2 separate regions of the Mus musculus genome follow, and region 1 is linked to region 2. Evidence: chromatin contacts called from public HiChIP or PLAC-seq data. All regions are on one chromosome and are shown on one strand. Each heading gives the region's core, a stretch centred on a gene start, on an enhancer-like site or on the middle of the called end of the contact. The rest is flanking DNA. Distances are from core to core; before and after follow the strand shown. Region 1 has its middle 7.6 kb from the start of Insc. Region 2 overlaps 4933406I18Rik (RIKEN cDNA 4933406I18 gene).

Evidence for each region. HiChIP or PLAC-seq counts read pairs in DNA pulled down with a chosen protein or histone mark.
Region 1: an H3K27ac HiChIP or PLAC-seq map of double positive thymocytes shows a contact between it and region 2, with 5 read pairs. The contact joins two enhancer-like sites. A contact is called at or near these places in 2 of 39 promoter capture datasets (cranial neural crest and embryonic stem cells), 1 of 484 Hi-C or Micro-C datasets (nephron progenitors) and 1 of 115 datasets of contacts at active chromatin or transcription factors (double positive thymocytes).

What each region holds. Positions count from the first base shown.
Region 1 is chr7:114,736,802-114,739,501 of GRCm38.p6, reverse strand. No RefSeq gene overlaps it. Among named protein-coding and RNA genes, the nearest start is that of Insc, 7.6 kb to the left of the region's middle. Within about 2 kb of position 1,436, at least 14 of the 459 cell types and tissues checked have an H3K27ac peak or open chromatin away from gene starts, as enhancers often do. A contact at or near this core is called in double positive thymocytes, where this site is marked.
Region 2 is chr7:114,316,324-114,319,023 of GRCm38.p6, reverse strand. The region is part of intron 3 of 4933406I18Rik (RIKEN cDNA 4933406I18 gene); the gene reads left to right. Among named protein-coding and RNA genes, the nearest start is that of Psma1, 42 kb to the right of the region's middle. Within about 2 kb of position 1,448, at least 192 of the 459 cell types and tissues checked have an H3K27ac peak or open chromatin away from gene starts, as enhancers often do. A contact at or near this core is called in double positive thymocytes, where this site is marked.

The DNA of each region.
Region 1 (2,700 bases), core at 187-2,686, 420 kb before region 2:
AGAGATGTGTCCAACTTCCATCACTAGTGTGAGAATCTGTAATTTAATTAGAAGGGAGAGTAAGAAGACCTTCCCCAACACCCCCCTGCTGCCCCCCCCCAAAGTCTCCATCCTGGATATTACAACCTAGGATGTGAAACCTAGGTCTCCTCAGAGCTTCAGGGTCAGCAGGTAGATGGTGATCTGGAGTCCCAAGTACACTCCTCTTTCCAAGGAGGACAGCAGTTCTCTTATAGTCAGAGATCTGAATCCAGACAGCATCTGCTTAGATTTCTAGGTTCTTGTGTCTCAAGGCAAAAAATTGGACCAGGTTCACAGGGTCACATGGATAGTGATAGAGACAGAGACAGTTTATGGAGAAAAGAGCAAAAGGAAGAAAGGAAGGAAGGAACAGAGGGAGGGAGGGAGGAGGAAGAAGGGAGGGAGGGAGGGAGGGAGGGAGGAAGGAAGGGAGGGAGGGAGGGAGGAAGGAAGGAGAAAGGAGGAAGGAAGGAAGATAGAATGAAGAAAGGAAGGTAGGATACTCCTGAGAAAGAAAAAAGACCTTAGAGCTAGAACAGGAGGCTTGGTAGACTTTAAATGGGTTATTTACATACTGCCTGCCTTCTCTAGGAAATCACCTCTCCCAGACTGCTTTGTTATAGAGAGCCCGGTGGTGATGGGTTTTCAATATTCCCTCCCTTCCTCTCTTTCTCCTTCCCTCCCCCTCCCCATGCCTTAAACTGCTGCCAGGATTTCACATTCTTAGCTTGAACTTGGCCATGGTAGGAGTATTTATTTACACCACAGACCTGGGCAAATACTGCTTAGTCTCTCTCTGCCTCCTTCTGCTTTGGAAAACCTGTTATTAACTACTTACTGGCTCCACAAGGGGCCCTGCAGGTCTCAGTTTCTAAGCATCCCATAAAAATTCTGATGCAGACTTACTTTGAGAGACAAGGATCAACAAAGACATTCCATCTCAAACCCTCCATTTGACAGACAGGGAAACTGAGGCTTGGTGAGAGGAAATGTCTTGGCTTAGGTCTCTGTGTGTGATCCCCCTTTGTGTAATCAGGATGGTCAGGCTGATGATAATCCTTGGGTGTCTGACTCCTTAGTTTGGCAGGAGACCTAAGAATCTGCCTGTCTGATGGGATGCAGGCCACTCTTAGAAAACCACCACTGCAGAGTTGCATACTTGAGTGATTACTCCCCATTTGGCATCTTGTCTGAGGACAAGGCATAGTGGAAGGAAAATGAAAATGACAGGCATCCTGGATTCTTCTTTCCACTAACTGGGTCTGTGTCTGTTAGATTAGAGGGTGAAGGTATGCTTTAACAAGCCTTCTAGATAACTCCAATGCCTACTAAATTTTGAGGGACTCTGCTGTAGCAGGAGGGGCTTCCATACCCCAAACTCAGAGGCCTCAGCTTCTGACACACAACAGACAACCAACTAACACCTGTGAAATCATTCAAGCCTGGCAGAGGAAATATCTTCCCCATGTAGCAGAGCAGAGGAGGGCTAAGATCACCCACGAACAACATGCAAATAGAAAAGGGGAGCCATAGAAAACCCATCCAGAAGGCATGGGTCCTTTAGGACGTTCTCTGGGAAGTTCATTTGCACTCCTCATCCATTAGACCCAATAGCTACACTCTTAGTTTCTGCCCTATTGTTCTGAAGAGATGTTGTGACCAGGGCAACTCTTACAAAAGAAAGCATTGAATTGGGAACTCCCTTACAGTTTTAGAGGATGAGTCCATGAGCATCACAGCAGGCAGATAGGTTTGGTTCTGGTGCAGTGGCTGGGAGCTTTTCATCCTGATCCAGCAAGCAGGAGGCAAAGAGACACTAAGCCTGGTATGGGCTTTTGAGACCTCAAAGCTCACTCTCCATTGACATACCTCCTCTAACAAGCCCATACCACTAGCGCCCTATTCTAGTTTTGTTTCTATTACTGTTGATAAACTATCTGAACAAAAAGCAGCTTAGGGAATAAAGGGTTGATTTTAGCTTACAGTTCCAGATCACAGTCCATCACTGCAGGGAAGTCACAGTGGCGAGAGCTTGAGACAGCTGCTCACATCATACCCGTAGTCAAGAATAGAAAGGAGGACTGGAAAGATGGTTCGGAAGTTAGGAGTGCTTGCTGCTCTTGCAGAGGAATAGACTTCAGTGTCCAGTTCCTAGCACCCATGCTGAGTGTCTCACAACTGCCTTACTCCAGCTCCAATGACCCTCAATACCCTTCTGATCTCTGTAGATTCCCCCAGGCACAAATAATAAAACCAATTATTAAAATGAGCAAAGAACTAAATGCATACATGTTTAGTGCTCAGCCAACTTTCTCTGTTCTTACACAGTCAAGACCTTCATATCCAGAAATAGCTACTCTCATTGAAAGATCCTGAAAGAATGTAAAAGTCACAGAAGCCCTGAAATTGGCAAGATAGATGTCAGTGTTAGCAGAACTAGCTTCACTGATTTAGAAAAATAGAGGTGCACAATGCTCTGGCCACTCCTTGAACCTGTGTGTCTGCCAATGTTTTGACCCTTCCTTGTGTATGCCCTCTGATGAAGCCCATTGCCAGGTGTTTGTGATATTGGTTGCTGAAAAAGAGTCAGAAAATCTCCCCAGCAACCACAGCCCGGCCAATCCGGAGTTGCTACACCTGCACCAGACTCTTTCCTTGTACCCCTCCCATACCCATTTC
Region 2 (2,700 bases), core at 199-2,698:
ATGGGCCTGAGAGACAGCTCAGCAGGAAAAGCAAGCACTGCTCTTGCAGAGGGCCTGAGTTTGGTTCCCAGCACCCATGCTGGGCAGCTCACACTATAACTCCAGCTCAGGAGATCTGACTTCCTCTTCTGGCTTCCACAAGTACCCACACACAAGTGCAGAAATACCCAGACACATACACACATATAGTAATTTTTAAAAATTTTTTGAAACAGTAATACCATTGTAAAATGTTCATATGATACACTTTGGTCCCATCAACCCTCACTAGAGCCCTCCAACCCTTTATTCTCTCCCTCCCTGATCAACTTCCTCTTCAATACATCTTTTTATTTCATGGTGTGATCATTTATTTGTTACTCTAAAATACTCTTATTCTGTACTGAACTCTGACTTAGAAGTAGATACTCTTGGCAGCAACATCTGTGGCCACTCACTTCTCATTAAAAAAAACAAAACAAAAACAAAAAACAAACCCATAAAGTTCTTCTTCCAGTCCAATGAGTTTCTGACAGCTGATGGCTGAGAAGATACTCAGCTTCATCTTGAGGTACCAAACTCCCAGCAGGTCTGTCTGTCTGTCTCTCTCTCTCTCTCTCTCTCTCTCTCTCTCTCTCTCTCTCTCTCTGTGTGTGTGTGTGTGTGTGTGTGTGTGTGTCTGTCTGTCTGTCTGTCTGTCTGTCTGTCTGTCTGTCTGTCTGTCTCTGTCTCTGTCTCTGCCTCTCTCTGTCTCTGTGTGTGTCTTTGTGTCTCTCTCTCTGTCTCTGTCTTTCTGTCAGTCGTCTCTCTCTCTCTCTCTCTCTCTCACACACACACACACACTCACACACACACAGGTGAAAATGGGGGGGATACATTGTCTTTAAAATCTTTTATGTACATGTACTTATTTACTGGGGCCAGGGCGGGGCACATGTGGGGCACAGTTCTGTCTGAGGACTCCTTACAGGAATCAGTTCTCCTCTTCCCTCAGGTAGACTCGGATGCCAGGCTTGTTTGTATGGATCTTTACCCAGAGGCACATCACTGGCCTCACGTCTTTCAGTAGATCATGTTTAACAGTTTTCAGAAAAGACAGTTTTCCAAAGTCTGTGCATTGAATTTGAACAGAGTAACTTACTCCTTCTGAGTCCGTTTCTTTTTTCAACTCTTCAACTAGTCCCATGCTCATAGAATTCTAAGATAATTAAATAAATCTAAACCACTTAGCAGATATTTGGCGGAACGTAGGTGTTCAAAGATGCACCCTTTTGCAGATGGAACCCCACACAGACTGCACAAACACCTTTGTGAGGCAAGGCCTCCAAAGGGCAGCACCGGAGCGTTTAACATGCAAAGCCTTGGACCTGTATCTGACTCTTTTGCATGTAAGCACTTACACCCAGCTGCTGTCAGCTCTTGTTTCTTGCCAGCTAACCGCCACCCTCTCCCCCAGCCTTTTCTACTTCCTGTTTACGTAGATTGCTGCTTCCTGGCTGAGGGAACTGAAGAGTTTCTGCCAGACTGGCTTTCCCCTGGACCCAAGCTAAGAATGCCTTCTTTACTTTCTTCTGGTTCTTGTAGCAAAGCCATCCCATTAAGGAGGAGCAAACTACTTCTTGAGCAGTTCCCAGCTAAGCAGCCGGGGCTCTTTCTGGCTCCTGAACTGACTCAGACAGACATTAGTCTTACTGTTTCTGGTGTAACAAATGCAGAAACTTGTCCCTTCAAGCTATTAGCTCAGCCCTCACTTAGAACTAGGATGACAGTATGTTGCCAGGTCCTGCTTTTTCACCTAGGTCCTGCAGATCTGCACTCGGGTCCTCATGATTTCACAGCAAAGGTTCTTACCCATTGAGGCATCTCCCCAGCACAATAATGGTTATTCTAAATGCCCTTCTCTGAGCGTTAACCAATGGGTAATTTGGGGAGGCAGGAATGAAAGGTATCAGCCATATCAGGAATGAAAACCTATTCCTATAGTCTCAACTACTGAGAGCCCGAGACAGAAAGATCGTTTGAGCTCAGGAATTTGAGGGTAGACTGAGAAATATAGCAAGGCACCCCATCTCATAAAACAAAACAGGAAAAAAAATAGATGTGGCTTTGATTTTATTCTGCTCTTTGCTGGCACAGTGATTCCCTTAGGCACAGCAACCTATTCGCTGCCAGCTTAAATTTTTTCAAGTTGTTATCACCTTTACAGAATCAAATGTGGGACTTGGCTTGCTTTGCAAGTAGCACATTGGCTTTCTCTAAGCCAAGCATTCACATAGCAAGGCAGACTCTGAGAAGACAGCCTGACTCTGTAGGATCTTTGGAAGCAATGATTCTCAAAAGCACTGCACCACCTCCTACCTCGTCACCACCACGGTCAGGGCTTCCTTTTCTGCAACAGCTACTGCTATGTAGGGCCCAACCAGCTCCATTTCCAGCAGAACTCTTGACTTCCTCTCTGATGACATTCTGTCTGTGGTTCAGATGACTGTTTAGAGAGTCTCATTTCTACTCTAATGACTCCTGTGTTACTCACTCACTGAGTGAGATACAGTTCACAATCTCTTTTGTTCTATAACCATTGTGCTTACAAAGGCCCTAATGAGCATCCGGTAAAAAGCAAGACTTTGAAAGAACTGATTGACTGCGGGAAACTAGGACAGAACACTCCAGTCGTGGAGCTGATGGTTAGATTCCGGTCTAATGATCTAATGTCACCATTAC